Regions from separate parts of the Mus musculus genome. Here regions 1, 2 and 3 are each linked to region 4. A link is a contact called in public HiChIP or PLAC-seq and promoter capture Hi-C data. All regions are on one chromosome and are shown on one strand. Each heading gives the region's core, a stretch centred on a gene start, on an enhancer-like site or on the middle of the called end of the contact. The rest is flanking DNA. Distances are from core to core; before and after follow the strand shown.

Evidence for each region. Promoter capture Hi-C pulls out the DNA fragments that hold promoters and counts their contacts. HiChIP or PLAC-seq counts read pairs in DNA pulled down with a chosen protein or histone mark. Capture Hi-C pulls out chosen DNA fragments and counts their contacts.
Region 1: a FOXA1 HiChIP or PLAC-seq map of pancreatic cancer cells shows a contact between it and region 4. The contact joins the promoter of Olfr576 here to the promoter of Trim6 in region 4. A contact is called at or near these places in 7 of 39 promoter capture datasets (the 3T3-L1 cell line, 3T3-L1-derived adipocytes, the HPC-7 cell line and 4 more) and 1 of 115 datasets of contacts at active chromatin or transcription factors (pancreatic cancer cells).
Region 2: a contact with region 4 is called in a promoter capture Hi-C map of embryonic stem cells, with 4 times the contacts expected there. The contact joins the promoter of Fam160a2 here to the promoter of Trim6 in region 4. A contact is called at or near these places in 15 of 39 promoter capture datasets (the 3T3-L1 cell line, 3T3-L1-derived adipocytes, the HPC-7 cell line and 10 more), 1 of 484 Hi-C or Micro-C datasets (embryonic stem cells), 2 of 115 datasets of contacts at active chromatin or transcription factors (embryonic stem cells and epiblast stem cells) and 4 of 9 other capture datasets (adipose tissue, embryonic stem cells, liver and 1 more).
Region 3: a contact with region 4 is called in a promoter capture Hi-C map of adipose tissue, with 5 times the contacts expected there. The contact joins the promoter of Cavin3 here to the promoter of Trim6 in region 4. A contact is called at or near these places in 7 of 39 promoter capture datasets (the 3T3-L1 cell line, 3T3-L1-derived adipocytes, cranial neural crest and 4 more), 1 of 484 Hi-C or Micro-C datasets (embryonic stem cells), 4 of 115 datasets of contacts at active chromatin or transcription factors (astrocytes, embryonic stem cells and stem cell-derived neural progenitor cells) and 1 of 9 other capture datasets (adipose tissue).

Annotation. Positions count from the first base shown.
Region 1 is chr7:102,961,843-102,967,436 of GRCm38.p6, forward strand. It overlaps Olfr576 (olfactory receptor 576), which reads left to right and starts at 3,260. Exons shown (of 1, transcript NM_001001805.2): 1 at 3,260-4,198. The coding sequence starts at 3,260. The coding sequence ends at 4,198.
Region 2 is chr7:105,398,413-105,404,005 of GRCm38.p6, forward strand. It overlaps Fam160a2 (family with sequence similarity 160, member A2), which reads right to left and starts at 1,642. Exons shown (of 12, transcript NM_199009.3): 1 at 1,472-1,642. It also overlaps a transcript of Cnga4 not described here.
Region 3 is chr7:105,480,183-105,485,741 of GRCm38.p6, forward strand. It overlaps Cavin3 (caveolae associated 3), which reads right to left and starts at 2,015. Exons shown (of 2, transcript NM_028444.1): 1 at 1,594-2,015; 2 at 434-1,037. The coding sequence starts at 1,977. The coding sequence ends at 639. Gm36847 (a long non-coding RNA gene) reads left to right here and starts at 2,617. Exons shown (of 3, transcript XR_378395.4): 1 at 2,617-2,688.
Region 4 is chr7:104,216,325-104,221,214 of GRCm38.p6, forward strand. It overlaps Trim6 (tripartite motif-containing 6), which reads left to right and starts at 2,471. Exons shown (of 8, transcript NM_001013616.2): 1 at 2,471-2,559.

The DNA of each region.
Region 1 (5,594 bases), core at 2,010-4,509, 1.3 Mb before region 4:
AGTTGCATGGGTGACTAGGATAAAAATACATTATATGTATGGATGAAGTGTCATAATAAAACTCGTGCCATTAATATGCACTAATAAAAAACATAAAAAGTATTCAAACTCAATTAATGGAGTTTGCTACAATTTTCCCAATCAAGTCTTCATTATAGCTTCATAGTTTGTAGTGACTTTTCTTTTTTCAACACAAACTACTATAGGATTGATAAAAACACTAGAAAACTATGGTGGAAGCACAGAGAGTGTCCATCAAATACCTTATCATGAGTATAGCATGTAGTGCAAGATGGATGTAATTTTGAGATGTCTGGCTAGAAATGTGACATAGGACCGCAAATTACATGCACCTACTGTTTACTAACAGTTTTGTGGATTACAGGGGAAAAAATCACTCAGGTCTTGTAAAGTGGTTTCAGAAGTGTTTGATCCTTAGGTGTTACTCATTATTTTACAAATGATGAAACTATTCTTAAGGAAAGTCCAGAAGGATGGCTTGGAATTGGAATTAGAATATTTGATTAAACCAAGTCCATTATTCTAATTCTGCTTCCAGACTTATGTGAACATCACATTTCAAGCTTCATTTTGATTTCCACTGTTTACCTCTCACAGATGTGGTCATCAGGTTGGTAACCTGTCTCTGGCTCCTGCTGAGACCTGGGTGCTGAGGAGTTAACTCACAGATGCACCATGTTCTTTATAAACGTACAGTCAGAATACCCAGGAGACTTCCCTTAACTCCCAGAGGTCTGTACTCCAGAGCAAACAGAAGAGACTGATCGAGATAAGGTTGAGGGCAAAGCAGAGGACTCTTGTTCTTGCCTTTCAGGGGAGTGTGCTTCTGGTTCTGGTAAGGACAAGGAGCTGAACACCCCATGGAGAGCTTAAAATGAAAGCTTTCTTAAGTAAAATTGTTAAGTAAAATTAAAGCGTATGTTGGAATAAGCAATTATGGATAGGAAGGGGAAGCAACTTTGGACTGTGCATGTGTGGGGATATTTGAGTAAGTGTGTTTGACAGGTTCATGTATGTGTGCAAGTGTGTTTGTGTGTGTATGTATTTATGTTTGTGTATGTATGTATGTATTATGTATTTATGTTTGTGTATGTACGCTCGTGTGCCCGTGCACGTGTGGGTGGGTTCTGAATGGTCTGATGATTAAACAGCAAGGTTAAGTACCAGGCTAATATTCTGACATTCATAGCACTCATTTAATTGATAAAATTTCAAATGAAAGTGACCTTTATGATCAATAAAAACAGCACTACCTTTTCAGTTTGGCATGTGATGCCACAAAGAAAACACTAGCCATTTTTTCTTGGATTATTTGTGAAAACAGCTGCTCCTGTTGGTTATTTAAATTTTGCTAGAGACAACACCACATGGTCTAAAATAAGTCTGAGGCAGAAATTCTTATTTACAATATTCAAGGAAAGAGTAGAAGGCATTTGATGCCTTAGATTTGCAGAGGGTAAGTTGCCTGGCTGAGCATTATGTACAGATGTTCATAAAGTCTTTTGAGGTCATGTTTCTTATCTTAGCTACAAATATTCTAAGAACTTGGATCAATGCTTGCTTATGTATTGCCTTCTCAAATCATTCTTCTTACAACAGTACATGACACTTTCAGCAATCTTGCAGCTCCTAAAGTTTTGTGAGATTCAAATTTGTATTTTGTATATTTTCCCTCCTTGACGATCTCATTTATTCTCACAGCTCCAAGTACCAACTATTATATTAATGCTTCTTAATCTAATGTTGTGGGGTCTGTAAAAATATTCTCTAATAATTCTGAAGCAAAAGCAATTATTAAATGAAATTTAACTAACATGTCTTTATAGTTCCGGCTTTTCCTTGGTTCTTTATCATTACTACAAATTTGGATATTTTATAATTTCAAATTTGTTTCATAATTTTCATTAACTTATATATTTATTCAAATAGAGTTTTAAATATAGGACAATTTATGTTAAATATATTATATTTGTGTTACTTTGGATATATTTAGAGTCATCCAATACTAGATTATCTTGAATCAAAAAATTTAAATTGCAAAATTATATATTGAATCTGAAAATCAAATGATGGACTTGTTGATATTGACCCCCAAGAATACAACCAGGTTTATTATGTGGGTGCATCTTTAATAATTATATTTTAAAGGGAAGTTTCATGTTTTGGATTCGTTTCCAAATTTGGATATTTTTATTCAATTTATTTATTCAATACTGATCAGAATAAACTAATCCAGTAAGGTCTATCTGGTAAGGGGAGTATATTTATCATAATGCATAAATCATTACACTGTACAAATTGCTTCTGAAATAATAAGATGAAAACCTTAACTGTGTAAACTAGGAAACTTCTTCTGATTCAATACCTGACCACAAGGGTGAGGAAACAAACAAACAAACAAACAAACAACTTTTCAGGGTTAATTTCTCACATTGTGTTAGAACCTAGTGTTTCTAGTAAATGATGTTAACATTTAAAATTATTTGTAATGTGACATATTTAGATATGTGTTTGATTCTTCACAAGTCTCTGCAACATGAAAACCTTACTGATATAAAACCAGGCTTATAAACAAAGAAAATCAATTAAGACCAATCAAAGAAGTGGTATAGATACTTGAACAACCTTCATTATTTTCATTTTTATAAAATTATATATAATTATTGATAATATAGATAAATAAAAATGTACATAATGAAAACTTACCTCTTAAGATTAAGCCATTAATTACTCATACTTGCTTTCTAGCAGTTACTGTTTTCCAAATTATTTTTAGTGATCTCTGAGCATTTTAGTTATAATTATAGATTATAATTTCAGACTGTCTTCTATGAAATTCAGAGATTTGTTGTAAAGACAACATGGAAGTTGCTTAAGGTTGTGTGGGGGAAAGTAGTGCAAAGACTTTTGGGAATCTTTTAACTGATCCAACAAAAATAGTTGAATTGCCGTCAATAAAATTTGAAATGTAAATAAAGAAAATTCTAATAATAAAAAAATATAAATAGAAAATAAAAATAAAATATAAAAAAGAAAGGTAGTTAGAATTGCCTTTTGCCATTTTGGAAGATGTTAACTGATAAAGGACTTAGAGTATCTTTGGAAAAATATACTGATTGTATACACTAAATATATTTTGTTGCAAAGTATTTATCTCATTCATGTAAAGTTGAATATCACCAAAAAGAATGATTGCTTTTTTGTTACATGATTTCACATACAGTTCCTATTCCTGCACATGTCTGTTTTCAACAACTCCGAGGTCATGTATTTTCTTCTAATTGGGATACCAGGACTGGAATATGCCCACGAGTGGATCTCCATCCCTATCTTCCTCATGTACCTTATTGCCATCATGGGTAACTGCATTATCATTTTTGTCATCAAGACAGAACCCTCTCTTCACGAGCCCATGTACTATTTCCTTACCATGTTGGCTGTCTCTGATATGGGCTTGTCCTTCTCTTCTCTTCCTACCATGCTTAAAATCTTCTTTTTCAATGCCATGGCAATCTCACCCAATGCCTGTTTTGCCCAAGAGTTCTTTATCCATGGCTTCACTGTCATGGAGTCCTCTGTGCTTCTGATTATGTCTTTGGACCGCTTTCTTGCCATTCACAACCCTTTAAGATACAGTTCTATCCTCAATGGCCGCAGAGTTGCTAAAATAGGGCTAATTTTAGCCTTCAGGAGCACAGTTTTGGTGCTTCCATTCCCTTTCACACTAAGGAAACTGAAATACTGTCACAAGAATCTCCTCTCTCACTCATACTGCCTTCATCAAGATGTCATGAAACTGGCCTGCTCTGATAACAAGATCAATTTCATCTATGGCTTCTTTGTGGCTCTCTGTACCATGCTGGACTTTGCCTTGATTCTTATGTCTTATGTGCTGATCTTGAAGACAGTTCTCAGTATTGCATCTCTAGCAGAAAGGCTTAAGGCTCTAAATACCTGTGTCTCCCACATCTGTGCTGTGCTCATCTTCTATGTGCCCATCATCACCCTGGCTGCCATACATCGCTTTGCCAAACACAAAAGTCCCCTACTTGTAATCCTTATTGCAGATATGTTCTTGTTGGTGCCACCCCTGATGAACCCCATTGTGTACTGTATAAAGACTCGGCAAATCCGGGAGAAGGTCTTGGGAAAGTTGGTTAACCTATGTGTGAGATAAGGACTCACACAGATAAGAATGTAAATAATTTGTTATCTGCAAATAGGTACTTTCTAGCACCTGCTGTGCTCAGCATCATGGTCATTAGAAGCTCTGTAGTGAGGCTTTGAATTTCTATGATGTATAAAACTTATAATCGGGTTGAGAACATTTGCAGTAATTGTACAAGAAACAGCTGAGAGTCTGATATGATTTAAGGAGGCATAACTAACATTTTAAAAGAGGTTTAAATAAAACATTTATGTGATTGAACAGTTAAATCAGGCTTTAAAGAATTGACAAAATTTGAGATTTATTTCCTTTCAATTAATATTTATAAAGTATTTATGTAATGTACAATATTTATACCACAAAGGAAATCAAATTAACAGTATACATGGTAGCTATTTCGTAAATATTAAGTGAGAGTTTTGGATGAAATGATTGAACTGGGTTAGGAGTATAAAAAAGAAGTTGAACCCTAGATAAATTTAAAAGTCTTTTGTGCAGAAGGGCAACATGTCAGATCCGTAATCAAAATAGATTGAATCTGGGAGAAATAAGAGGACAAGCCAACACTCTTTTGTGAGGTGGTAACTCTTAGATGAGGAAAGAGGGAACAGAAGTATGTAGTATTTTTTCTTTGTTTTTGTTCTCATTTTGATTGTTATTAAGTAAAAATGTAATTCATAGTATGTTCCTACATTCCAGAAAGTACCCGAGAAATAGCTTTAAACCCTGTGTTGTTACTGTTAATTAATTTATTTTTTTAATGTCATGGCATTAGTGACTTTCAGATAAAATGTAGCTCTTAAAGTTAGATTTCTACAGGTCACAGAAATTGGTACCAAGATATTTTTCATTAAATTTATTCATTAACATTTTCATGATACAAGAACTATTTTAAAGAAAGATTAAAAGGTAGAATTTACACTTGAAAGTGCAATTGAAAGGAAAGCTAGGTGTTAAGATTTTCATTAATTCTATGTAGGTTGCTGAGGCTCCAATTTTGCTTTGAACACATCCAAACTTTTCAAAGATATCATCAGAGTTTTATAGGATGGATCTAAATGTTTTGGGGGATTTCTCTCAGGTGACTGAATATTAAATATAGCATCCTGGAGAAAGCTTGAAACAATAGGCTATCAGGCTGTTTACCAGTCACTAATCAAAGACTGAATGGGTCCCTTTGGGAAGATGAGAACACTTGTATGTAGATTTGTATGGAGTAAACATATATCTTAAACAAGAGTCAATCATGGAACTATGAGGATCCTGCCTCTACAGAAGTGCTTCTCTAATGCCCTTCACCCACTGATACCCATTGTTATGTTTGTGGAGAAATGTTGGGGCCTCTTCTAGAAATTTGGCAGGAATTTGTCATTAGGCTAGGACATGGAAGTAGGCTCAGATAACA
Region 2 (5,593 bases), core at 392-2,891, 1.2 Mb after region 4:
AACCTGTTATGCTTGTCGGTCCTCAAAAGTTCTGATTATCTGGCCAGACATATCATTATGAAGAAGGCCTCTTTGGTCTCCAGAGAGAAGAAAATATACCACAAGATAAAATAACTAGCTCTGAAGCTGAGATTCTTTAACAGAATATAAACTGAGGCTGCCTCAAATTCTCTAGGGATAGTCTTCATAGAAAGACCTAAATACTGTTATGGTTAAAGGAGGTTCAAGACACCTCAACTACATAGCCGACTGTCAGATCAGAGAGAAGATCCAGAGAATGGATCATATCACTAGTGAGACTAACTTCCCCAAATTCATGTCTGTGTGGATAAGGAGATGGACTTATAAAATACAAATAAAATGAACTTAATTATAGGATACAGAGGGAAATATGAGCTGTAAAATAGAGAAAACTTTTCAGGTGGTCTAAGTGTTTGGCATCTTGATTTCACAAATATGCACATATGTCAAAACATGTACACTTAAAGTATAAGCATTTACTGTACAAAAATTTGCTTCCACAAAGTCATGGGTTTTTTGTTCCTGCTTTTCAAACTCCTAAGAAGAGCAAACCTAAACACAGTGCTGCATATAACAAGCCATGTGACTTCCATGAAAGCAACTGCTCGTCCAATACAGATGACAGCAACAGGGAAGGAGGAATGTAGTAAGGGTGCCCAGAAGCAGGCAGAGAGAAAATATGGGTAGTTCTCTCTCTCCACCTCTCAAAACACAAAAACAAACTTCCTGATGGCCTCATTTTAAAGTCTGCCTTACAAAAGCAGAACCTGAGGAAACTGTGGTTCCATTATTACTCTGTAGATGACTAAACCTCAAACATTTTCCTTATCACAGTTACTGTTGCTTATGATGCTGTTTTGTGTGTGGTGTTTGGGGTTTGTTATTGTGGTTCTGGGGTTTTTTTTTTTTTCCTCCTCTCTCACTCTCTAACATATCTATGGGCACAGGGCGGCCAAGTGCACAACACTTGCGCCTGTACTTTACTTGATCGTAAACTATTGCTCTCCCTGGACAGGGCATCCAAGGAGGCCCCACAACCAACCTCAGCTCTCATGCAAGTCTCATAACCCTCAAGCCCCTTTCCTCCTCTGCCCTGCTTTCAACTGCTACACCAAGGCACAGCCATCCCCCGCTGGTTCCCGCCTTGGCCTTTAACGCTCCCCATCCCCGCACAGGCCTTACCCCCTCAACTCTTGTCCCAGGACGTCCCTCACCTTTCCAAGCTCAGCGAACCCACACCCTTTGCAAACGGTGGTTATGAGTTCCTTCAACTGGGCCCTTCGGAGCTGGGCCCAGGATCCCCTCCAGCGGGCTTCTTCCTGGTGCACAGCACCTAGGCTGTCCCCTGCCCCCCTACCTCAGATGTTCGCAGCCCCTCACCACCTGCCAACCCTTCACCCTGTCCCTTCAATTCCAAACCCGGTGCCGTCATCCCGAATCCCCTCGGCACCTTGCGCCTCTGCGCGCGCCGCGGCCCACGCGTCTCTTTCACTTGCACCACGCCGCCCTGCCCGGGCCTGTCGGCGGCCGGGCTAGGTGAGTTCAGGCCGCCGCCATCGCTCCTCAGGCGAACCAGCCGCGCCCCGCCCCGCGCCACACGCAGCCCGCGCCCCCGCGCACCTCACGCAACCGCCCAGTGACGCACGGCTGGGCAGCGGCGTGCCAGCTCATTGGTCCGGCCAGGCCCCAGCCAGAGCGTCGACGCCCGTTTCCTGGCAACGGCCGAGCGCAGGGGCGGGGTCTCCGTCCGCATTCCAAGAAAGGAGCGGCTCCACACTCTCAGGCCCCGCCCCCTCGACCCGCAGACTCCGCCCTTCTGAGGATTCTGGCGTTTTATAGGGGACGACTGAGAAGAGGCGGGGACAGAGGAGAGAAATTCGAACCGGAGGGCAGAAGGCTGCTCTAAGGGAGGGACAAGCTTCTGAGGCTAGGAAAGAGTAGGCTTTGGAAGGCACTGGGAGAGATAGAGGGCGAGGACGAGGGGGCGGGAACACAGGCCCTGGGCGGTGCTTATAGCGTCAAGTGGGCAGGGCTTTTCCTAAAGGATAGGCCAAGGGCCAGTCTGTGGGCAGGGCTGTAGAAAGCTCTCCTAGACCAGGCTGTTTGCTACCAAGCTAGTTTGTTTCCACCAGACTTATGCACGCCGGTTGGATTCTACCTTCCTACCCGTGAAGACCGCCTCTTCCTAGCTCTCCCGAAGCTTCCGTGACCTCGTAGAACGTGGAATAAGTTCCTACATGACAGCCTGGATTCCTGATCCGTTAGAACCTGTCTCAGTCTTAGGGCTGCGAAAGGAAAAGCGTCTAGAAGCAGCACTTAGCATGATCCCTGTTCATAGAGGATGAAAGAGCTGAGAGATGGCTTCAGGGAGAAATGCTGGCTGAAACAAGAGTGAGAAACACTAAGAGAATTAGCAGTTTCCGATAAAATCTGTAGTTGATTCTATCAGTGTTACCTGATTGTGATCATTCTGTGATTACATAATATGATGGATGACAGGGGGGCATGGGTAAGGAGTTTACAGCTTTGTGTGTTGTTTTTGTGACTTTTCTGTGATTCTAAAACTGGTTCAAATTAAAAGTATCCATAAAGAAGAAAGAAATAAAAATTTCACCCTAAAGAATTAGCTATCCCAAGGCAAGGCAGAATGGTCAAGACCCGGAGAACACCTGGAGCTGGGAGCATGCAAAGCAAAGATCAGATGAGAATGAAAACGGAATATATAATACTGCGGGACTAGTTGACCGTGTTAGTTTATATTATAGTCTTGGAATTTTATACATAGTCAGGTGGACAGGGCACCTTTGCAAATGGTCATTCAAAAGCAAAGCCCAAAATAGGATCAAAAGGATGTAGAAAAGGGAGTTTGTGGACACTGGGAAGGGTTTGAGACTTGGGTAAAGGGAAGGGAAAGGATTAAATATTGACATCCTGTATAAATTAAAAACCATCAAAGGGAACCAGAGAGATACCATCCTGGTTAAAGCACTGGCTGAGCAAACGTGACAGCCAGAGTTCAAATTCCCCAGAATCTACATAAATACCGGGTGGGTGTTGTGATCCACCGGGATCTGTCCTTGAAAGGTGACTCTGTTTTATTGAGAGAACCTGTCTCATTAAATCAGATGGAAGAACAAACAAGTGTGATTCCTTCCATCAGTCTCAGGCCTCCACAAGCACACACACACACACACACACACCACTCAAGGGCATACTCACAAATTTCCAGAGCTGAGGCATTGTTATGAGAGGTGGGAGTGACAGTGACTAGAAAGAAGAAGAGTGACTCCTCAAGCTTATAATAGTTCTGCTTCTTGAGCCAAGTACTGAGCTGGGTAAGTTCAATTTGTGAAAATATATCAAACTATAGATTTCTCTATTACTGTTGTTCCAGTGATAGTGGTAGTTACTATGTTGGCTGTATTAGTCAGCTGTCCATCACTGTTCCAAAATGAGATTAATAACAGAAAAAAAAAAAGTTTATCTTGATTCAGAAATTTCTGCCATGCTTGCCTTTGGAACAGTGGTGAGGAAGTAGATCATGCCACAGAGTATATGGCAGCGGAGGCTGTTTACCTCGTGCCATCCTAGAAGTAAAGGGTAAGATAGAAAAATGTTAGAACCCCAACATTCTCAAGGGCATACCTCATTGGCATGCTACCTGCCCCTTCCTAAAAGTTTTACCATCCCCCAATTGTGCCAGAACCTATTGACCAAGACCTCAGAACATAGCCTGTGGGGTACCTTTAAGACTCAAACCACAGTACTAAGTAACAAATCACTCCAAATTAGTGGCATAAAGCAGACGGCTTGTTATTCTGTGATTCCAATGAGATGCAGCAGAAGTGGTTTATTTCTATCCCATGAGCATCTAGGAAATTCAAATGTGGGAGTGGCTTGAGCCATCATTAGAATCACCTAAAGGCTTCTTCAATTGCATGTACAGTGCTGGGCTGGAACAAGTGAAAGGCTGAACTCAGCTCAGACTTCTCAAGTTTCTCACAGTGTGATAGACAGGATCAAAGAGAGCAGGATCCTGAGAGGCAGCAATCACAATATGCATACCAAGCTACCCAGAAAGTAGCAACATCTTTGATAGTCTAACCTTAGATGTCACAAAACATCACGCTTAGTATGCTCTATTTGCTGATAGTCACAAGTGACAAACATCAAAAAATTTGCAGTCATTTTTTAAAATATCTGAATTACATAATACTAAATATTGGTCCCAGGTGTTTGGCTGAGAGGACAGAAATGGGCGTTTGGGGTGGGGGAGAAGAGTAGGTGGGAGAAGATAAAGGTGCTGATACACTGGGTTGAAGGGGACTGCGGTGGTTTGAATAAGAATGGCCCCCATAGGCTCATATATTTGAATGCTTAGTCACCAGGGTGTGGAACTCTTTGAAATGATTAGAAAGATTGGAAGGTGTGGCCTTGTTGTATCACTATGGGTAGGCCTTGAGGCTTCAAAAGCCCTAGGCTTGCACTCTCTCTTCCCCCCTCGACCCCTGCCTATGGGTAAGGATATAACTCTCAACAACTACTCCTGCAACATACCTGCCATTATGGCATTACTGGCACCATGCTCCTGACCATGGACCAAACTTCTAAAACTGTAAAGAAGCCCCCAATTGAATGCTTTTTTGGTGGTGGTGGTGGTGGTGGTGGTGGTGGTGGTTAGTTGGTTTGGTTTGGTTTGGTTTGGAGTTTTAAGACAGGGTTTCTCTGTGTAACAGCCCTAGCTGTCTGGGAATTCACTCTGTAGACCAGGCTTGGCCTTGAACTCGAAAAAATGCCTCTGCCTCTGCCTCTGCCTCTGCCTCTGCCTCTGCCTCTGCCTCTGCCTCTGCCTCTGCCTCTGCCTCTGCCTCTGCCTCTGCCTCTGCCTCTGCCTCTGCCTCTGCCGTCTCCCAAGTGAGTGGAGGCATTAAACCATACCTGGCAAATCATTTATAAGAGTTGGCCTAGTGATGGAGTCTCTTCACAGCCTTAGAACAGTGGCTAACACAGTATGACAGTTAAGGTGTCAAAGTGGGATCTAGTATGCAGTTAGTCAGTCCTAAGGATGACTAAAGCTCAAGGAAGTTCATGAGAATTACTAGATAGCAAAATAATTCTGTGGGTGACCAAGATCAGCCAGAACATGTGTGGAAGATGGAAATGAAAGAGAGAGATCTAAGATTTCTAGGAAACACTAACCTAGAAGGAATGTGCGAAGACTCTTATAAAAGAGACTAAGAAATAAACAGAACACCAGGAAATGGTGACATTACAAAAGCTATGGACAAAAACATTTTGGAAACATTTCCTAGGGATATAGATATTTCTTTCAAGAAATTCCAAAAATGTAAATCTGACACTAACCCATAGCTGTATAAAACAGTTTACAGGTCTCCCATTGTCTTTGATTGTCCCCTTTTGTTCTTAAAATTAGGGGTAGGGGACAGGTTAGCAAGATGGCTCAGCAGGTAAAAGCATGAGCCTCACCACTGGAATTTGTGTACCAACTGACTCCAAAAGTTGTACTCTGATCTCCATAGGAATGACAGCAGGGACATCAGCCTAAGTGGGA
Region 3 (5,559 bases), core at 765-3,264, 1.3 Mb after region 4:
TCTCAACCTATCAGATTACTCATTTGGTTTTGAAAACAATGAGTGCTTTGTGTGCTTTGTTTTGTTTTGTTGGCAGAAGGAAAGTAGACCAAGGGCTGTTTTTGGATTGCTTTCTAAATGCACCCCAACCCAATGGTGTGAGCTGTCTGTGAGTGTCAGACACCAGAAGTAGGAAGAGTGCATTAGCTGACATTAACTAGGGCGTTTTCTTCAAAGAACTGCATACTGCCCCGCCCCAGGCCGGGCCCCAAAGTTGTACTTATGTGTCCCCAAGAGGAATGTATTTAAGCAGTAAGTGGCCAATATTTCTCCGTGCCAATGGAGGACCCAGGATTCGGTGAAAAGTGAGAACGTTTGTCATTCAGCCCATTCCTTCCCCAAGCCATGCGCATTGTCGCTCGCCCTTTCTCATTGAGTCTGGGTTAGAGAAAATTGCTTTTATTGGTGGTGAACCTAAATTAGGCTGAAAGCTCCTCTGTCAGAGGACACAGGGTTCAGACTGGAAAGCCAGGAAGGAAGCTTTGGAGCTGGGCAGTGGATGCAGGATTCTCTCCTTATTTGGATGTAAGTGCTGCACTCTATAAGTACTTATTTTGGGACAAGGCTTAAGCACCGAATGGGACAGGCAGCCCCAGGGATCAGGCTGCGCTCTCTATTTGAAGCACGGGTTTCTCAGGATCTTCCTTGGTAGGTTGAGGAGGTTCTGGCTCCAGGGCAGTCTCGAGCTCGGACTCCATTTCAGGCTGAGCTGCAGGCTGGCCTTCTGATGGGCCTTCAGAGCTCCGGACAGGCCCTACGCGTGGCGGCTTGACTGGTGTGGGCTGTGCTGCTTTACGACTGGAAAGAGCCCTTTTCAGGCTTTGAACTTTCTGTAAACCAGTGCGGCGCAGCCGCTGAGCCCTGGACTCCACTGGCTCCTCTTCAGAACTCTCTCCAACTTCATCCTCTGGCTGATCTGGGCCCAGCACCAACTGGTCCTCCGGACCCAAGAGCTCTGGGACTTTCTGGAAGGCGCGGGCTGGAATTTCAGTCTCCTCCTAAATGTGATGACACAGCTTTTGATTCTCTGATTTGACCCTGGCACTTAGCCAGGACCAGCCTGAAACTCTCTTGCCCGCCCGCCAAGGGAAGCTACTCCACCCTTTGCATCTGCACTAGGAATTGGGGCCAAAATAGAGGAATGGGAAGATGGGGGATGGGGAGGATGGAGGAGCAGAGAGATGAGCAAAGAGGGGGAAAGTGGACCTTGCAAGTTTGCAAAGTGGATGAAACCGTGTAGAGTGTAACAGCTGTATAGGCGCTTGGAGGAGGCAGAGTAACACCTAACAGTTAGTTCCATGTGGGTGCGACTGACCAAATCCGCAGACTGGCCTGAGTTAGGGAGGGCGTGGGTTGGCCAGGCTGGGAGTGAGAAAGGGATAAGGTCGCTGTTGTGAGAAAGTGGGTGCGGCTCTGAGAGTCTTCCACAAGTGAGGGCAGCACGCTGGGTCAGGAATGTGGAGATGCGGACGGGTGGGTGGCAGGAGTCCTTCCCTCGGTGGTAACCTAGAGGCGAGGGTTGGGGGCGGGAGAGGGATGCCTGAGGTCACTGACCTTGAAGAGCAGGACGTGCAGCTTCCCGCGCGCCACCAGCAGCCCGTGGTTGGCCTCCAACCGCTGCACCTGAGCAGCGCGACGCACGGCCCGCTCCTGGGCTGCGTCGGCGTGCGAGCCCACGCGCTCCGCCTTGGCCAGCAGCTGCGTCAGTGTGTTGCTGGTGGTGTCGTGGCTGCGACTCAGCGCACCCAGGCCACTCTGTATGCGACGCACGGAGCCCGCCAGGCCGCCCTGCCTCTCAGCCAGGCCGCCTTGCCGCTCCCGCAGAGCCTCCAGCATGGTGGCCAATTTCTCCAGCAAGGTCACCACGGTGACTGCGTGCACCGGACCCCCTGCGGGCGTCTCAGGCACAGGTCCGGGCTCCAGTGCGCTCTCCCCCATGATCTCTGACCACCGGGCCTGCTCTCCCTGAGACCGATGGCTGCGATCTGGGCTGGGGCTGCCTTTCCCCGCCTCCTCCCCTAGTTCAGGCCGTGACTCAGCCGGGCGGGAGTTGGCATCTTCCGCGGTGGGAAAAGGAGGAGGCCGAGCAAGGGGGCGGAATGTCCAAAGGGGGCTCTTTCGAAGGCTCCGCCCCGGGATCTGCGAGTAAGACAGTCCTGCCCAGAGGCACCTCTTTTCTGAGTTTGTGCTCCTTTTCCCCCATTTTCCTGGTGGGCTTCTTTCAGGCCTGTGTTCTTCACAGCAAAAGGCAAACCACTGAAAATTTCATTTATCTATCTAGTGATCAGAGAAGGGGGTGGGGGTGGAAGGCAGGGGTGTTAAAGGCATAGCCTAAGCCGTCAAAGCTGCTGAGCCCCAACGCTGGGCGGAGGCCTGTAAAGTTTGGAATGTTCTGCCTCAGACCCAAGACTGCCTAGGCCCAAGGCAGGGCTTTGTGTCTAGGCGGGCTGGGCGGGGCATCCTCTGATATTTTCCAGGTTTAGCCTCTGGCTTCGTTTATTGCTATTTCTTCCTACTGGACTGCGTTGTTCTTCTTTGGATTCCTGGAGGATAGCTCAGCCATGAGTTAGAATAAGTACTGGTTTGTCCGTTTTAATGGAGATTGGCTGTGGTTCCTGCGTAATGCCTTCAATCCCGTCTCCGAAATTGGTGAGTGTGAGGATTTGAAATGCTGCAGTAGCTAGATATGGTGATACATATTGAGGTAGGAAAATCACCAATTGGAGACCATGATGAACTACATAGTGAGTGTTAGAGTGGAAAATCACTACATAAAGGTTGATTCCTGAGTTCTGGTTGTGAAAACTTTGTTTTTATGTTAGAGTTTGATTTGCTCATCTTGGACCCGATATTAGCAGAGCCATCTGAGCCTGACAAAAGAACACAAAGAGTTTGAGCGGGGTTTCATGTCATTCAGGGAGGCCCTGAACTCACTGTTCAGCCAAGGATGGTCTTGAATGTCTGTTCTTGCTTCTGCCACCCAACGGCTGAGATAACAGTTGTGTGCCACCAAACCTACTTTATGCTGGTGCTGGAAATCGAACTCAGGCTCCTATGCACACTGGTCAACATCTTCAACGGAGCTACATCTTTGACCCTGTTTCTGTGTTTTTGAGATAGGGACTCATTGTGTAACCCAGGCCTCAAACTCAAAATCTTCCTGTCTCAGACACCTGAGTGTTGAAGTTATAGGTGTTCATTGACTGCCCCATTAGTTGGCTGAAAAGGCACAGCGTTAAGGATCAAACCCAAACCCTCAAACACGCTAGACAAGTATTCTGCCACTAAGCCATACCCCAGCCCAACAACTTGGAAATCTTTTAGATGTTTTTATTTATTTATGTATATGTGTGTGTGCATGAATGTGTGCACATGCATGTGCAAAGACCTATGGATATCAGAAGGTGTCAGATGCCCTCAAACTGTGGTTATTGGCCACTCTGAGGTATCCAATGTGGGTGCTAAAAATAGGATTCCTGTCCTATGTAAGAGCCTCAAGTACTCTTATTGGCTGAGCTATCTCTCCAGCTTAGACACACAATTGTCTTGGGTCGTCCAAAAGACTACATACATAAATAAGGTTGAGAAAAGCTTTAGTGACCAATTCTACCCAACCATACATCACTGTCTGGTCCGTTCTAGCTCTAGATGTTCAAAATGTGATGCCTATCACCAGTTCGTGGCTGGCGCTCTTAAAACCACAGTCAGGTTTAAATGAGCTTGGTTATACACCTGTAAATCTGGAACTAAGAATGGCACATCTGAAAGATTAAGACTCTCCCTGGCTGCACAGGGAGATGGAAATGGCATAGCAAGTCTAAGTAATAGAGGTTTTACATGGCACAGACATTCCAAAGGGAAGACACAAAGGAAAACTGTTGTATGCTTAAGTTAATGAAGACTGGAGAGCTACACAGAAATGGGGTTAGACAAAGGGGTGTGGTCTGACTATAGTAGATGAGAGGGGACCCAGCACGGCCTGTCTGCCCAAGTTCTTTGTCAGCCATTCTCCTAGGTAAGGAGCAGAGTTCCCCTACAATGAAGATAATTGAAGAAAAAGAGTGATCTTTCTAATTTCTTATGGTTTTTTTTTTAGCATTTTTACAAATATTTGGTGTATGGGTGTGGGTGTGTGCATATGAGTGCAGGTGCCCACAGAGCCAACAGCATTAGCTACTATTGGAGGTGAAGTTACAGGTGGTTGTGAGCAACCCAGTATGGGTCCTGGCATAGAACCTGGGTCCCCTGGAAGAACAACAAACACTCTTAACTACTGAGTCATCTTCCCAACCCCTAATTTCTGTGATTTACTTTTAAAAAGAATTGAGGTAGAAGCAGGCGGGTCTTTGTAACGGGAGGTTCTGATTCTAATCTCTAGTTTCCTAATTGGTTCTTCATTTGTCAATAAAGAAGGCCAGGGCCCAATTGCTGGGCAGAAGGTACAAGTGGGACTTCCAGGTCCCAGGAGGAAAAGGCAGACACAAGGAAGGAGAGGGGCTTTTTTAGCTATGCTTTGAAGGTAAGAGGACTCTGCAATCATGAAGGCCTCTGGGAGAGCTAGGGCCGGTGGCCTTCTCTACAGGCAGATGGCCAAGGAGGTTAGTGGGGTACAAGCAACTAAGTTCAGGGTAGGAGAAGAAATGGAGATATAAGTTGGAAAGGACATGCCTTTCCAGGCAGGAGAAATCTGCACCCAGCAATTGTGCCTAGCTAGCAAGTTCTAAAATAATAAAACGCAAAGGTTAGGTAGGAAAGAAAAGTCTGGTCAGGGCTGGTGGTACTGATTGGATGGAAAAAAAGGGGAGCCAGGAGGGGCCAGAGCCCGGGCAGCAGCTCCCAGGCAAAGGCAGTAGCCGTAGCGTGCTTTTAAAATTACAAGCAACAGGTCTCTGTGAGTTCAAGGTCTGGTCTACATAGTGAATTCCAGGACAGCCAGGGCTACAGGGAAACCCTGTCTCAAAAAAAGGAGGGGGGAGGGGGAGAGATCGAATTGTGGCTTCTCTGAATTGCTCTGGGAAACAGCTGGCAGGAGACCAAAGGCCATGAGAAGATCAGCGAGGACACCCATTCTCCTTCAGGTCAAATGCATTGAAATACAGTGCTTTGTGGCATCATTTTCTGAGTCCCAACATGACCCTTTGACCATATAAATAAGAAAAACAAATTGAGGTATCTGTACATTTCTCCTTCTCTCACCATGGTGATTTATAGGCATAGGCAAGCAGCCAGGGATGTTCCAAAAAAAAAAAAAATACTCTGTATTTTCAACTAAGACAAATGCTTTCTGCAACTAAGAGTCATACTCCCAGCCGGGCATGGTGGCGCACGCCTTTAATGCCAGCACTTGGGAGGCAGAGGCAGGCGGATTTCTGAGTTTGAGGCTAGCCTGGTCTACAAAGTAAGTTCCAGGATAGCCAGGGCTATACAGAGAAACCCTGTCTCAAAAAACCAAAAAAAAAAAAGAGTCATACTCCCTTTGAGTAGAGACTCAAGCTTGCTGCTAGACTAGTGTTTCACTAG
Region 4 (4,890 bases), core at 1,221-3,720:
GGGACAACTAAATGAATTGGAGAGGTGCTAGAATACATCTCTAGCCTCTGCCCTGCAGTGAACTAAAGAGGGAAGTAGGAGACAGAGGTCTGGGGACACATGGTACAAAACAAGGTGAAAGGCAGGCAGAGCTCATGTTCTTCATAGAGAGAGCAAAGTCATGTTCTCCAAGGAGAAGGGGACTCCTGGCCCTGTGGAGACTGAAGAGAGTTTGAGTGCAAAGAGAATAAGGAAAGGGTCCACCTTCAGTTCACACTGCAGGTCTTGGAATAGGTCATTTACCTCCCTGTAGGTTATAAGCCTATAAGGGATAAATTTCACTCACTCCATAGCACAAGGGAGCAGGGCTTTAAAAATCTTCTCTGCGGGGTCATGAGTTGACTTCTGCCCTAGTCTGAATCATCCAGCTACTTGTGCTATTGTGCTAAATAGGTTTCAATGAGTTCTAGACTTCTCAACCTCCTGTACCTCTACAGCAGCTACCTCTGTTTATTCTTACTCAGACTTCCTGGCTGGCTCAATTCTTCAAGGCTAAGAGTTGTATGCATGACTCAGGAGCAAAGCCCCATGATTTCCTTCAAGGATAATGGAACAGAAGAGAAGAGACGCTACAATTCAACAAGCATGGTGGTTTATTCCTTTAATCCGAGCAATCAGGAATGCAGAGGCAGGCAGATCTCTGAGTTCAAGGCCAGCCTGGTCTACAAAGGCATTCTAGGGCAGCCAGGGCAGTTATACAAAGAAACCTTGTCCAAACAAACAAACCAAACAAACAAAGTTACAATTCTGAGAACTGATTTGGAATTTAAAGAGACAATCCAGAGAACCCCCAACCATGATACCAGCAGGCAAACTCAGGCTCCATAGCAATTTTGTGTAACAGAACAACCAAGTCTGGAGTAATCAAAGGAGTGTAAGAACACAGAAATCTTGAAGAACCACACATTCAGAGATCCTCTCATCCCACATTCCCTGTCTTTGAGATCTTACCAAATTCTTCCTCCATATGATGGTGCCACCTATTTGTGCTGTCTATAAATCTCTTTTAGGAGCTAATCCCATTGGCAGAGTGTTTGCCCGGACGCACAAAGCCTGGGTTCAATGCTCAACACTGGATCAGCTGGGGCAAGGGGATGCACGCTTGCAATACCGCCACCACCACAGAAGCAGAATCTGGACCATTCTCAGCTACACAGCAAGTTTGAAATCAGCCTGGGAGAAATATGCATGTCACATCACCCTGTCTCAAAACCAAATAAACCTTACCCTTGTATGTTAGACATTGAGCGTCCCATCTTCTCTGCTCTGTTTTTCTATGATTCTTAAGAATGCTTGCACCAGCCAGGCGTGGTGGCACACACCTTTAATCCTAGCACTTGGGAGGCAGAGGCAGGCGGATTTCTGAGTTTGAGGCCAGGCTGGTCTACAAAGTGAGTTCCAGGACAGCCAGGGCTACAGAGAAACCCTGTCTTGAAAAACCAGAAAAAAAAAAAAAAAAAAAAAGGAATGCTTGCACCATGTTTTCCCATCCTCACTCCAAACATCTATTCCTGACTTGACTTTTCATTTTGTGTTTTAAGTTTTTCGAGGCAAAAACACTCTGTAGCCCAGGCTGGTTTAAATTTATGAGTAATCCTCCTGCCTCAGTCTCCTAATGCTGAATTACAATTGTGAGTCAGCCCAGTTCACAGGCTCATGCAGGTAAGGCAAACAATTTACTGCTGAGCCACTTCCTACTCCACCCCCAGCTCCTCCCCAAAGTCTTTCCCCCTCCCCCCATCTTCTGAGATCAGTTGGGTTGTCAGTCTCCCAAACCAGGAAGTTTGGCATTCTTTTCTTTTCACAGTAGCCCTGCCTTTAATAACTTACAGTCTAGGGGTTAGAGAGGTGGCTCAGTGGTTAAGAGCACCGACTGCTTTTCCTGAGTAGTTCAGTTCAATTCCCAGCAATCACATGGTGGCTCACAACCATCTGTAATAGGAATTCGATGCCCTTTTCTGATGTGTCTGAAGACAGCAACAGTGTACTTATATACATAAAATAAATAAATAAATCTTAAAAACAAACAAACAAACAAAAAACCCAAAACCCTTACAGTCCAGTTCCAGTCCAGTTCAGTTTGCATATGTAAATGTATAAGTACTTCAGTATAAAAGTAGTCTTTTGGTTCCATGCGTTAAAATTAGAGATACACACAGGTAATTTAAAGTTGGCAGATTTTTGTAATCCATCAAATGCAGTCACCTTTTAATTGTATGGCTAGACCTTTTATTCTTTAGACATTTCAATATATTGATAGTGAGAACAGGTGTATTAAACACTTGCATACGGTAGAAAGCCTAAGTCTCTAATGATGATGTTCTTAAAGACTGTTCCATAGACTTGTCTAGGGCATCTTCGCATTTCTGACCCGGGGTTTGGTCCCAGCCAGCACAGGGGTCAGCCCCGCCTCCTCCGCCAGGCCCGCCCCTTTTTCCTGGAGTCCGGCTTTAGTACTGGAAGGAGCCGTCTCCTTGGCTGCAAGTCCTCGGCACTGATCCAGGCACGGATTCCAGATTGGTGAGCAAACCCATTTTCTGACCAGTCGTTGCTGTCCCACTGGTGTGTAGAGTCTGTGCTGCCTTACTATTTGTGTTGGGGCTCACGCGTGCAAGAAGAGTTGCGGGACTGCCTCTTTGAGTTTCCTTGAGTTTGGGAAGCATTGGAGAGGCATGTTCGCGGCTAGGAATAGGCAGTATTCCTATAGCCCTAAGCGGGAAACGGGCGTTGAACCTGGATTTTGGAGGCAAAGGCACACTGCTCTGGGAGATTCCCGTTCGGAGTCCCGAGTGGATTCAGAGGTCAACATCTCCTCCCCCAGCTCCAGGAAGTAGGTTTATTCCCCCCAACCCCCAACCCCCTCCCAAGCAGGCCCGGCTTCTTCCAGGAAGAGTTGGGAGATGAGCTACTCTACCTGCCCCGACCCGGTCTACACCGGCTGCAACCAGTCGGAGCTAGGAGCCCTAGGGCCTCTCCAGAGGAAGCCGAGGCAAGCTGGGCGGAGTTAGGAACAGACCCCAGCCAGGATTTCTGGCCCTCGGAATTAGGCTTCCGGACGTGCTCTGGAGAAGTTTGCCTACCGGGTACTCTTCATCTGCGGACCTTCTCTGGGGGTGCCTACCGCCCCGTTACTCTGCTGAGTCACTTCTGACGGAGGCAGGCCGAGACAGTGAGGTGATTTATTGTGAATAACTTGGCTGAGATAGGGAGCATTGAATTTATGTATTCTAAAAGTATGTATGTAAACTCAATTTTTTTTCAGATATATCCTTCTATAACCCAAGCTACCCTATCGCTAACCATCTTCTTGATTCCAACCCTCTTCTCTGGTGTTACGATTACAGGCCTGAGCTACCGACACAGCAAAGGGACATTTATTTTATCAGTCATTTGAGAAAAATAGGTGTTACAGCTAGTTATGTTGCGTGTGTTTCAGTACAGGACCTGAAAATTGGATGCCGTATGTCCCCAGTCTGTTTATTTAGCCTCTGAGCTTTAACATTAAAAAAAAAAATTTATTTATTATTATACATAAGTACAATGTAGCTGTCTTCAGACACACCAGAAGAGGGCATCAGATCTCATTACTGGTGGTTGTGAGCCACCATGTGCTTGCTGGGGTTTGAACTCAGGACCTTCGGAAGAGCAGTCAGTGCTCTTACCCACTGAGCCGTCTCCTTAACATTTTTTTAATATGTAGCGTGGACAGAGCAATACAATGGGTGGATTCTAGAGTTTTGGTGAACGTTTACTGGGGCAGAGGTCGAAAAACAGCAAACCACCGGGCATGGCAAATTCTCAAACAAGGTTATTATGGGCAAACTCTATGCCTAACTTTTAAAATATGCATTATCAAGCCAGTTTTGGAAATAATATGCTAAGAAGTTGGGGTGTGTGGCTCAGTTGGTACGGTGCTTGTACAAAGTCCTGGATTGGATCCTCAGCATCAAAGAAAGGTAGAAGAGCTGGGGTGATGCTCTAGGGTTCTTGGGGAGTGAGTGGGTGGGGTGGGGTGGGACAAGGTGTAAAATACCAGTACTTGTGGCGTGGAGGCAGGGGAGTCCAAAGTTTAAGGTCACCCTCAGCTACATAGTGAGTTGCTGACAAGGTTGGGCTGCTTATGAACATGTCTCAGAACAAAAAAACGTAAAGGGGTAATAATAAAAGTGTTAAATTTGCTTTATGGTATGTTTAAAAAAAGAATATGACCTCTACTTGTTATGTCTACACAAATTAAAATATAAAGGCTTTAACATTAGGGATTACAAGTGAGATACCACAAGTTTAATAATTGCACAAAATATAATCTACCTTTAAAAACGTAATAGATTATTTAACACTGACTAGAAGAAGATAAAAATATATAGAGAGTAGTGTTTTAGGAATTTCTGAGCCAGGTGGTGGTGGCCCACGTCTTAAATCCCAGCACTTGGGAGGCAGAGGCAGGCGGATTTCTGAGTTTGAGGCCAGCCTGGCCTACAGAGTGAGTTCCAGGACAGCCAAGGGCTACACAGAGAAACCCTGTCTCAAAAAAACCAAAAAAAAAAAAAAAAAAAAGGAATTTCTGGTGTCAACAATCTTTTAAATGTGTAATGAATGATTCTTTGAAAGTAAACTCAGAAATGCTTAAAGCTAATTATATTCAAGTTTTATGTTCACTTAGTTGCTATTAAATAAATTCCAGATAGTAGATCAAGTTGGAATATAATCCTGCATAAAGATAAAAGGAAACATTAGCCAGGAATGCTTGCCGAGCAGAAGTAGACGCAGATGGTTGTCTGTGAGTTCGAGGCCAGCCTAGTCTATAACAAGTTTTTCTTCTTCCCCCTCCCTCTCTTGAGTCCCCACGCA